Linked DNA regions of Ovis aries: region 2 is linked to region 1. The links are chromatin contacts, called in public Hi-C maps. All regions are on one chromosome and are shown on one strand. The core of a region is the stretch at or near the end of the contact, and the rest is flanking DNA. Distances in the headings are between cores, read along the strand shown. Region 1 overlaps ITGB2 (integrin subunit beta 2). Region 2 overlaps ADARB1 (adenosine deaminase RNA specific B1).

Region 1 (5,793 bases), core at 1,782-4,281:
ATGGCTTGTACCCAGCCTCAGGGCCATCTAACCGGGGGTCTCCTCTCTAGGACTACCCATCGGTGGGCCAGCTGGCACACAAACTGGCAGAAAGCAACATCCAGCCCATCTTCGCGGTAACCAAGAAGATGGTGAAAACGTACGAGGTAAGTGGGCTTGAGCAACCCGGCAGGACAAGGTGTTGCAGCTGAAGAGTGACTAAATCTGGGGTGATCACACTGAGGGCTGCTTCTGCACTGGGTGTGCTGGCCGAGGCCATGTGGGCGCCCCAGGCAGTGAGCACTGTGGAGGAGCTGACAGGTCCCTGTGGCTCAGTGATCGTGTTTTTGCTACAACATAGCAAACCCTTTGAGTCTGCAGGTCCCATCCTTCACATCAGGAAAAGTTTTGTGTCCACGTACATTTGCACATCAGCACTTCTCCCCTCTGCCCGTCACTGGAGGGCTGTTTTACTTGCTGTCTTGTGTTTTCGTCTGCTGGGCTCAGCGTGGCAGGCTCTCTGGCTGCAATGGGCTGGGGGCACCTCCTGGCCCCCTCCTCCCCTAAGTCCCAGGCTCCTTCCTCTTGCCTGTGACCTGCTGTGCCTGTGTGGGACATTTGCAGGCCTGATGGTGGGACCAGCCACACTCGCTGTCAGCATTGGGGGCCCCACCTCGGGCACAGGATGCAGGGGACGCCGAGGGAGGAGGGACAAGTGGCCAGGGGCGGGTGGTGAGAGCTGGCCAAGCCACAGGGACAGTGCAGGGCTGATGGCTGGGTGCAGCTGAGAGACCACCGCCCGCACAAGTTGCCTGAGTGCCGGCAGGTGTCCCCAACTGTATTACCGGGCGCGGCAGTCTCTCCTCACCGAGCGGCAGTATGGGTCCCAGCACTTTGCTTTGAGGAGCAGGACTCATATCCCTGAAGGCAGTGTGAGAGAGAGGGCAGGAGCCGGAGATGGAATACACGGGCCCTGGACCCTGCTCCCCGACAGCAAGGGCGAGGCCCCGGGCAGTCGCAGGCCTCGCTGAGCTTCAGCTTCCTGCCCCCATTCCTGGGGCTCCCGGGGGTTCTACGAGGTCCAGGGTCTGTGTGGACAGTTTACGCAGGACCCTCAGTACATGTTTCTGCTCTGAGTGGAGAGCAGGTGTCTGGGGGGACTTCCCAAGCCCCAGCGGGGTCCTGAGCTAGGAGCTAGGAGCATCACCCGCTCGGTGATGGAGGCCCAAGGTGGGTGGCCAGGTTGTGATGGTCCTCGTGAGCCACAAACGGAGGGGACTGGACTCCATTCCAGGGCATCAGAGCAGGGTTGGGGGCAGGGACATGGCCCAGCCCTCCGCTCTGCAAGATAAAGTGATGGTGCAATTTCTTGTGAAAGATACGCTAAGCGGGGGGGAGGCGGCGGCGGCAGAGGGCACAGATGGTGCTGGAGGCTGGCCCCAGGCTTGCCTGCATGACCCAGTGCTCCGGCCTGCCTACACAGAGCAGTACCTGGACTGCGTGTGGCCCTGTCTGCCAGAGTCAACCGGCATGCTGTTGCCTAACGCAGCCATTGTCGAAATTGGCTCGTTCACACGCTCGGTACATTTCGCTTCCTGACTTTATGCCACATTTTACGATGACCTGTGCCCTTGGTTTGTTTGTGCCTGTCACATCTGCGAGGTGGGACGGGCCCCTAGCTGCGGCACGTCTTCCTGGCTCTGCTTTCAGTGACCAGCTTGAAATACCCAGGGGGAAGTAGTTTTACCAAGTCAGTGTCTGCCCGCACAGCGCTGACCATGCGCACAGTGAGAAGTCGGCGGGGGCGGGGAGGGGGGGTGGGTTGTCTGGGCCATCTCACCAGCAGGAAGGAGACCCTCAGGGCTGTGAGAGAACCGGGTGGGCCCTGCGGCGCCTTCAGCCCCATGGTTCTGGCCACGACCACCTGTGTTCTGCCCCGACAGAAGCTGACAGAAATCATCCCCAAGTCTGCAGTCGGGGAGCTGTCTGAAGATTCCAAGAACGTGGTGGAGCTTATCAAGAGTGCCTACAATGTGAGTCCCCAGGCAGTCAGCGAAGACGGGGTCCCCACCGCAGGTTAAGAGGAGGGTGGTCTGGTGCGGAGAGCGCCGGCCTTGTCTGGGCCACACTCGGGCACCTCCCCTGGGCAGCAATGTCCTCCCTGGTTAATGGCACGGTAGGTGCCACCCCAGGCCCTCCTGCACTTGGCTGGAACATGAGCGCCAAGCCCTCTTACAGCCGCAGGGCCTGAGGGCCTCGGGCACAGCTCGCTGGGCACACCAGGAAGCGCTGGCCCCACTGGGTGAAGTCGGAGCCCCCGAGAGGAGCTCCATCTGCTGCTCCTGCCCTGTTGGAGCCCTAAGCCCCAGCAGGCCCTCCCAAACTCCAGATGCTGCCTGGGAGGGGCTGTCTCACCTTTCTGTGTCTACCTCTGTGTCTCTCTGTTTATCTCTCTCTGTGTCTGTCTCTCTCTCATTCACGTAAACAGTTTTTCCAGCTCCTGCCCTGTGCCAGGCACTGGGGTTTCAGTGGTGAGTGGGCAGTTGAGCTTCTGTTCTCATGGGGGGCTGGGACCCGTCTCCACGTCCGTAGCCGCCACTGGCCTGTCTTGAGGGGCATGACATGGGTAACCTGGCACCCACAGAGCTCTCCATGGATGCGTGGTGGGTGGTGGGGGAGGTTAGAGGCATGCCAGCCGTGGCCTGGAAGATGGGTCTGATGGTGCTACTGTCTCCCCACAGAAACTGTCCTCCAGAGTATTCCTGGATCACAACACCCTCCCTGACACCCTGAAAGTCGCCTACGACTCCTTCTGCAGTAACGGGGTGTCGCAGGTGGACCAGCCCAGAGGGGACTGCGACGGCGTCCAGATCAACGTCCCGGTGAGGCTCCCTCCCAGCCTCTGGAAGGGGCTCCCCTGGGACAGCAAGAGGGTGTGCCCTGGCCAACGGCCTACCGGGGATCAGCTAGAGGTTGGGCCTGTCCACCTCCGGTCCAGTTCCTTCCCTTTAAGATCCACACACGCTGTGGCCTGATGGGGACAGACCCCTGACTGTGAGGACTGCAGCGCCCCCTGGTGGCAGATGCTGGGCATAGCCCCACACACCTAAAAAGGGCATTCCTTCCCCTCTGGGCATCTGCTTTGGTTTGATTTTCCTGATTTTGTGGTTTTGTTTATTGTTATTATTGTTATGAATTTATTTGGCTGCATCAGGTCTTCATTGTGTCACGTGGGCTCTCCAGTTGTGGTGAGGGGCTTAGTTGCCCCTTGGCATGTGGGATCTTAGTTCCCCAGCCTGGGGTGGAACCCCAAGTCCCCTGCATTGGAAGGCAGGTTCTCAACCCCTGGACCACCAGGGAAGTCCCTGTATTCTTGTTTTTTGACAAAGACATTAAAGCAGGGGCCACACAGATGATTACAAGCAGGCAGTGAGTTATTTCTCTAATAGTTTAAATTTGCCATGACCAGGAATGATTAATCATTTCCTTTCACCAGCTTTGAATTAATATTCAGCAAAATACTTGCTTTTATTTCTGAATGACATTGAAATTCTTTCAAATATGTGCCTTACTAAATGCATGTGAATTTTGACTGAAATCTCTGCCCCTCTTACTGGGGGATCCATACCCGAATGCACTCAGTGTTGATTGCCTGATTCCTCCCTGATGCTTCCGCTCTGACTTCATGTACTGGGTGGAGACTCACTTACTGTTGACCGGCAGTGAGGCTGAGGAGGTGCTCCCTGAAGCTCCCTGAGGGCTGAGCAGCAGAGCAGTGTAGGTGGGGGGACTCTGTGCTGCCGGCTCAGTTCTCCTGGGGCATTCAGGCTCAAGATACACCCTCACAGGCAGAATCTGGGACTTCCTATGGTATTCTGACATCTTAGCCTCCGGGCTTCAGGACAAAATACCTGGAGAAAATAGACATCATTTATTAATACAAAGTCACTTTAAAATCCCTTTAAGAGATGAGTGATTAAAAGAATTCTAAAGAGACCTCCCTGCAAGTCCAGGGCACCTGAGGATGGTGGGGGCGTGGGGGGGGAGCTGCGTGGGGGCGCATGTTTCAGCATCTCTGAGTTTCCAGCTGTCATCTTCTCCCTCATCTCCCTTCCTGAGCCCTGGAGCCACCTGGAATGTCCCTGTCCTTCCCCTCTCCCACCTCGATCCACTCCACCAGCCTGGCAGCAGAGGGCGGTGGCCCTTCCTCTTCTAGGCTGTGCCCTTGTCCATGCTGCCCAGAGGAGATCAGAGTAGGGTCATGACCCTGGGGTCCCGTGCTCACCGGAGCTCTACGTTCCCATGACAGATCACCTTCCAGGTGAAGGTCACAGCCACCGAGTGCATCCAGGAGCAGTCCTTCACCATCCGGGCGCTGGGCTTCACGGACACGGTGACCGTGCGGGTCCTTCCCCAGTGCGAGTGCCAATGCCGGGAAGCCAGCAGGGACCGCAGCGTCTGCGGTGGCAGAGGCTCGATGGAGTGCGGCGTCTGCAGGTGAGGCCGCGCCCCGCCCCGCCCCCGGCGCCGGCGCGCGGAAGCAGGGTGCGCCCCGGGGGCCTCTGACCCCGCGTTCTCGCAGGTGCGACGCCGGCTACATCGGGAAGAACTGCGAGTGCCAGACGCACGGCCGGAGCAGCCAGGAGCTGGAGGGCAGCTGCCGCAAGGACAACAGCTCCATCATCTGCTCGGGGCTGGGGGACTGCATCTGCGGGCAGTGCGTGTGCCACACGAGCGACGTGCCCAACAAGAAGATCTACGGCCAGTTCTGCGAGTGCGACAACGTCAACTGCGAGCGCTACGACGGCCAAGTCTGCGGGGGCGACAGTGAGCGCTGGGGGGCCGCGGGAAGAGCCTCGGCCGCGTGGGGCCGGGGGCTTTGGCCAGGGCGGGGGCTGGGGCGGGACTGAGTCCGCGGCCGCGCTGTCTTCCAGAGAGGGGGCTCTGCTTCTGCGGCACCTGCAGGTGCAACGACCAGCATGAGGGCTCGGCGTGCCAGTGCCTCAAGTCCACTCAGGGCTGCCTCAACCTGGACGGCGTCGAGTGCAGCGGCCGCGGCCGATGCCGCTGCAACGTGTGCCAGTGCGACCCCGGCTACCAGCCGCCCCTGTGCATCGACTGCCCGGGCTGCCCCGTGCCCTGCGCTGGCTTCGCGTGAGTGTCCGCCGCCCTGCCGGTCTCGCACCTCCTTGCGGGTGGGGAGAACCACTGCCCGGCCCCGGGCGCGGGGCGGGGGCGCGGGCGCGGGCAGCCCGCCCTCCACAGAAGGGCCTGCACAAACCCGCCGCTCACGGCGGCCACTCCTCCCAACCCCGCCCGCGCTCACGCCCCGGCTCCCCCCAGCCCCTGCACCGAGTGCCTGAAGTTCGACAAGGGTCCCTTCGCCAAGAACTGCAGCGCAGCGTGCGGGCAGACGAAGCTGCTGTCCAGCCCGGTGCCCGGCGGCCGCAAGTGCAAGGAGCGTGACTCCGAGGGCTGCTGGATGACCTACACCCTGGTGCAGCGCGACGGGCGGAACAGATACGACGTGCACGTGGACGACATGCTCGGTGAGCCCGGGGCGGGGGGTGTCGGGAAGAGTCCCCCCCCGCGCCCCCACTCCCCACCCCCGGGCCCCGCATCTCTCAGCCCGCCCCCGCCGCACCCCCACCATATCCCGCCCCCAACGCATCTCAGCCCGCCCCAGTCGTTGTATACCTGGTCGGCGGGCTGTCCCACAGTAGCGCTTCCCCAAGCTGAGCGCTTCTGGAGAGTGGGTCCTGAGAGCCAGGCGGAGGGGACAGTGGGGACCTCCAGACCCAAGTCCAGCCCTTG
Region 2 (5,793 bases), core at 2,051-4,550, 230 kb before region 1:
ATGTAGCTAAAGATGAAAGGAAAGTCTGAAATAAACACTGCCATCAAGTCTGAACATAAATTTGAAGCTAAACTGAATACACAATTGATAGTCATGATTGGATAGGTATTTCTTTCTCTATTGTATTTTTTAAAATTTATTTATTTTTTAATTGAAGGATAACTGCTTTACAGAATTTTGTTGTTTTCTCTCAAACATCAACATGAATAAGTCATAGGTATACACATATGTATGTTTTTCTTTAAACATTACTTTTTGAAGCATACTTTAAAATGCTTTAGCTATTACTGATTATTAATAACAAATTAGAACATAAACTTTTTGAAATACAAAGTAAATCTGGCTAGTTCTTCAAAGAAGACAGAGTGACTTTGCTCAATCTAGAGTAGAAAACCCCGGCCTAGTTGATCTATTTATAAATGATTCCAAGGTTGTCGTTTTTTAACTGGGTATGTGTAGATGAAAGAGCTGATGTGAACGTATATATGTACAAGGAAGGTTCAGTTCAGTTCAGTTGCTCAGCTGTGTCTGACTCTTTGTGATCCATGGACTACAGCATGCCAGGCTTCCCTGTCCATCACCAACTCCCAGAGCTTGCTCAAACTCATGTCCATTGAGTTGGTGATACCATCCAACCACCTTATCCTCTGTAGTCCCCTTCTCCTCCTGCCTTCAGTCTTGCCCAGCATCAGGGTCTTTTCCAGTGAGTCAGTTCTTCGCATCAAGTGGCCAAAGTACTGGAGCTTCAGCTTCACCATCAGTCCTTCCAAAGAATATTCAGGATTGATTTCCTTTAGGATAGATTGGTTTGATCTCCACACAGTCCAAGGAACTCTCAACAGTCTTCAACACCACAGGACAAAAGGATCAATTCTTTGGCACTCAGCTTTCTTTATGGTCCAACTCTTACATCCATACATAACTACTGGAAAAACCAGAGCTTTGACTAGACGGACCTTTGCTGGCGAAGTCTCTGCTTTTTAATATGCTGCCTAGGTTGGTCACAGCTCTTCTTCCAAGGAGCAAGTATCCTTTAATTTCACAGCTGCAGTCACCATCTGCAGTGATTCTGGAGCCCAAGAAAAGAAAGTCTGTCACAATGAAGGTACCAGAGGACAAAAGTGACCAGATTTGACTAAAAACTTCAGCAAGACTGAAGGGGAAGAAACCACTTGAAAAGATATCAGAGGCGTGAAAGCTGGACCGCAGGTGGCACCTGAGGCATGCAATTCATGAGCCTGAGGAACAGGCACACGGGCTGCAAGAGGGGAAACATCTCAGGGTGTGACGAGCCGAATCTGCCACCAAATGGATGCCATGTGCAAGGAGACGGCAATAAAAGGCAACAACGAAAACCCACATCTTTGTCACTGAAATCCGCGACTAGAGAGCGCCAGTGGAGTCGAGACCAAAGCAGTCTGGTTACTGAGGCAATGCAGCTGGGCTGGAGGGCAGCGACAGGGTGTCAGCCAGTCTAAGAGGGGGTGACCCATCTCAGGTCCCTCAAGCTGATCACCTACAAAGGTGGGAGCCTAGGAGACCCTGAGCTCCAGGGTGGGGCAGCCCGCAGGCCTCACCCTACCTGCAGATCTGTATCCCCAAATTGCCAGGAGGCCCTCAGGAGACGTGAGTGTCATCTTGGACGGACGTTCACAGGGAGGTGTGGGAACAGGTCCCTTACTCACTCTGGCCCACAGGGATCTCTTCTGGCTGGAATGTGCCTTCATCCCCAAAGTCTAGCACCCTGGGATCTCATAGGCAGAATCTGAGCCATGACTTGGAGGCCCTGGATTACACCATGGACCCCGGCTACCGCCTGGCCAGCCCCGACCCCCCTCCCCCTCCCCCTGGTGCCCACTGCTGCAAGGTCAGCCTCAGCAGAGCAAGAGAGGGTGGGAACAGGACAACAGAGTGGGCGTGGCTTCAACACAGCCGTAGGGCTGCAAGACGCAGGTTTATGGAAGAGGAATTTTAAACCTTAAGCAGTCACATTATTTCTTCACTTTAGGAAGTGACAACTCTTCACTAAAGATCAAACACACACATACAAATTTTGGTTAGTCTTATTAAAATCAGCAATCTGTTACCACACATTTAGAACTTGAGAGTACAGACTGGGATTTTTTTTTCTTTTGCATTTTTTCTTAATTATTGCCTATGTGAAATATTAAGCTAAAACAGTAGAACTAAAGAATTATGTTACACATAAATAAGCAAAGCAATACTTTTTTAAAAGATGAGAACAAATCATGCAACTGTGCTTTCCAAGTCTGTAACACAGACTCAATTCATTAGCATGCTGCTGCTAAGTTGCTTCAGTAGTGTCCAACTCTGTGAGACCCCATAGATGGCAGCCCACCAGGCTCCCCCGTCCCTGGGATTCTCCAGGCAAGAACACTGGAGTGGGTTGCCATTTCCTTCTCCAATGCATGAAAGTGAAAAGTGAAAGTGAAGTCGCTCAGTCATGTCCGACTCCTAGCGACCCCATGGACTGCAGCCTTCCAGGCCCCTCCGTCCATGGGATTTTCCAGGCAAGAGTACTGGAGTGGGTTGCCATTGCCTTCTCTGATTTATTAGTATAGTTAAACATAAATTATTTGATAAAATTTATAAATCAGGTCATTCAGTAAACTAAACTAGCCATAAGTATTCCATGCCATTGTCTCCTGGCTCCTTTAAAACGGTTAAACCAAAGCCAGTGAACTGAAACTTTCCTGCACTTTTCCACAGGAAGTTGGTATCTGGGTTCAGGCTGTGAAACAGGCTTTTCTCGTTATCGCAGCACAACCCTACAGCGCCGCCTACTGTCTGAAGGCGTCCACCTGGGGCTCTGGGCACGCTGGACAGTGTGGTCGGCCCTCTCCACTGCTCCGTCCTGGCGCTCTGTCCGTCGCAGGCGATGACACAGAACACCACCAACAGACAAGGCCACTCTGCGATGAGGGTGGATGGGGACATCTGAGCGGGCCAGAGGGCGCCTCTGGGAGGAAGGAGACGCGGCGGTGCTGTGCTACGTGCACACTGTCGGCACACAATTAACTGCTCACAGAAAAGTGATTTTTATTGCATGTCAACTATATCTCAATAAAGTCAGCTTTTTAAAAAATCCCAGAAAAAAAACCCACAAATTATATGAGAAAGTCATTGTTCAATTTGAAACAAAAGGTATGTAGATTTCAAGAAGAAGGAATGACTGGATTCCAAACACAGAATGAATCAGTTGGAAAAGACTGGAAAGCCCGGTCTCCCTCATCAGGACAGCAGAGGACAGTGCCACCAGCTCTTGCTGCTGGTGGTGACATATCTCGCGAGGAGACCGGGCTGGGAAGCCGGCAAACAGCCGCAAGCTCAGAGCTGTGTCAGGGAGGCCAAGGTCCAAACTCGGGCTGTAGCCACTTCTCACAGCCCGCTCCACCACCCCAGACGATGCAAGAATGCAGGAAGAAGAGGCTAACACTGAACAAAAAAGGCACGACCCAATGATAAGGCTAGTTAAAGTGCCCTCCATGCCCCCACCCCGACAGCTGCAGCCCGCTTGGGCCCACCAGGCTGCTGGGATCCTCTCCTGTCCCCAATCCCCTGCTCCATGCCCACCTCCCTGTACCATCTGCTTAGAAAATATACAATGTTCAGGACTCCCCACCTCCATGAAGCCTGCAGCCCCTGCCTGGAGAGGTCGCCCGCCTCTGCCCCCACTCTCGTCACAGCAGCAGCAGACACCCCGTCATCACTTGCTTCCTGCCCACCCCCAGCCACGTCCATCCTCCAGGGCCTGCCTATACAGCACTGCACAGGCCTGAGTGCCACCAGGAACCAAGAGACCCACCCTGTCCACTAAGCAGCTCTGGGCTTGGTTCTTCCAGAATGGGGCCCATGGAGCTCTTGGCAATGCTGCCAGTTGCCACCTGACAAACTCCAGGGAGTGACGAGAGACCACATGGAATGTCCCAGTTCATGTCCAAAAGGTGGACCACAAACCCAGCAGCGGTCCACAGCATCCTGGGCACAGCCAAGCGTGCATTAATAAGATGATCAGGAAACATCAATCTTCTAGAATTCTCCATGTGCACAGGAGGGGCAGGGGGTCTCATAGGTTCAGCCTTTCAAATTTTAGAGTGGTAACTACGTAACAAACCCGTCCACAGGAGGGCGATGATAGTATTTCTAAAAATCCCTCCATGAGGACACAGGGAAGAACACCAGATTTTCCTGCATCTACAATGATCAAGCCACAGAGGCTGGGACGGTTGGCTGGCATCACTGACTCAATGGACATGAATCTGATTAAACTCCAGGAGATACTGGAGGACAGAGGAAACTGGTGAGCTGTAGTCCATGAGGTCACAAAGACTTGGACACAACTTAGCGACTAAACAAGATAAATGAACCTCTTCATTTTTCTTTTACACGTCAGTCTTAAGTGTCTGATTCTATTATCTAGTATTGAGTCTAGTATTGACTAGAGCTCAAAACAGCTAGAAGAAAATCACCAGTTAATCTCCAAGAACAACAGATGCAACGGCACAGGACACCGCAAAGGCAACTGCATTTTTATTTGCCGAGTCGTACTTCTGAGGTTGCACTGGGCTTGGGGCTCAGTTGTGTCTGACTCTTGGCAACCCCATGGACTGTAGCCCGCCAGACTCCTCTGTCCACGGGATTCTCCAGGCAAGAAAACTGGACTGGGTTGCCATGCCATCCTCCAGGGGAATCTTCCCAACCCAGGGATCAAACCCAGGTCTCCCGCGTTGCAGGCAGATTCTTTACTGTCTGAGCCCCCAGGGAAGCCCACTCATGAGGTTAACTGTGCACTATTTTGCCTGCAGCCACCCTCAGCCAGGGATATGCAGAGAAGGCACATGGGGGCCCCTCCTGGGTCCTTGCTGGGAGGCTGCCCCCTGGGAGAGGTCCCACCCCTGGCCTGCAGGTCCCCCTCACAGCCAGCGCTGCCTGGTGGCAACCATGACTGCCCTCTGCTTCCAGCAGCATCAGGAGGCCACCCTGGTCCCAAGGGCCTCAGTTAGTGCCTGCCCACAGGTGTAAGGCACATATCTGCTGGATAAATGACAGACGGGGTCCAGAGTGCAACAGAGATCTTCCCTGAACACTGCTGCAGGTGCTAAGAAGCTTCACTGGGACATTCCCTGCCATCTGAGCCCCTACCTGAGGCCTTGGAGCTGAGAAAGAAGGAGCGTTCGGGGCCCAGGACGTTGAAGGGGGCACCCCCAGTTATGCAAGATCAGCCAGGAGAGCATGAACCCAGTGCCTGGTCCGCACCATCACCCACCATGAGGGGTGGGGAGGAGGCCGGAGCTGGACCGTGGTCGGGGGCGACAGCCTGGGCAGAGTCCTCCCAGCAGGTGAGCTCCAGGTATGCGGAGAAGATGGAGTTCTTCCCTCCCCTCAGCTCCAGGCCCTGGTCCACTCACCCCAGCCTCACTCCACCCCCAGGCCCCTCAGAAGTCCATCTGTAGCTCCCTCCATGCACCTGACCACCTAGCAGGCCCCCATCCTTCCCAGCCTGTCTGATGGGCAGTGAGGTGCAGAAGCAGGCCATTAGTTCCAGAATGGCCTCCTGGCTCTGCTGATGAGCCCGTAAGGTCTCCCCGTGAGTACGCTCACAGCGCCTCTAACTGTCTATCCTGCACCGAGTGCCGAGACCACAGCCGCGGTGACACCCTCAGGGCTTCCTTGGGCACCGGGAGTGCCAGGCAGCAGGAACAGGGAGGGGGTGAGCAAGAGAGGGTTCCCCAGGAACCAGCCTCTCCACTCTGGCTTCAAGTCCACGTATGC

Evidence for each region. Hi-C and Micro-C count contacts between places; a contact is called where the count stands out from the background.
Region 2: a Hi-C map of liver shows a contact between it and region 1, with 7 times the contacts expected there. The contact joins two enhancer-like sites. A contact is called at or near these places in 12 of 16 Hi-C or Micro-C datasets (blood, hypothalamus, liver and 6 more).

What each region holds. Positions count from the first base shown.
Region 1 is chr1:265,477,284-265,483,076 of ARS-UI_Ramb_v3.0, reverse strand. It overlaps ITGB2 (integrin subunit beta 2), which reads left to right. Exons shown (of 16, transcript NM_001009485.1): 8 at 51-146; 9 at 1,923-2,012; 10 at 2,721-2,861; 11 at 4,289-4,476; 12 at 4,562-4,806; 13 at 4,914-5,133; 14 at 5,323-5,528. Among named protein-coding and RNA genes, the nearest start is that of ITGB2, 26 kb to the left of the region's middle. Within about 2 kb of position 3,031, at least 6 of the 54 cell types and tissues checked have an H3K27ac peak or open chromatin away from gene starts, as enhancers often do. A contact at or near this core is called in liver, where this site is marked.
Region 2 is chr1:265,703,433-265,709,225 of ARS-UI_Ramb_v3.0, reverse strand. All of the region lies in intron 4 of ADARB1 (adenosine deaminase RNA specific B1), which reads right to left. Among named protein-coding and RNA genes, the nearest start is that of ADARB1, 53 kb to the right of the region's middle. Within about 2 kb of position 3,300, at least 2 of the 54 cell types and tissues checked have an H3K27ac peak or open chromatin away from gene starts, as enhancers often do. A contact at or near this core is called in liver, where this site is marked.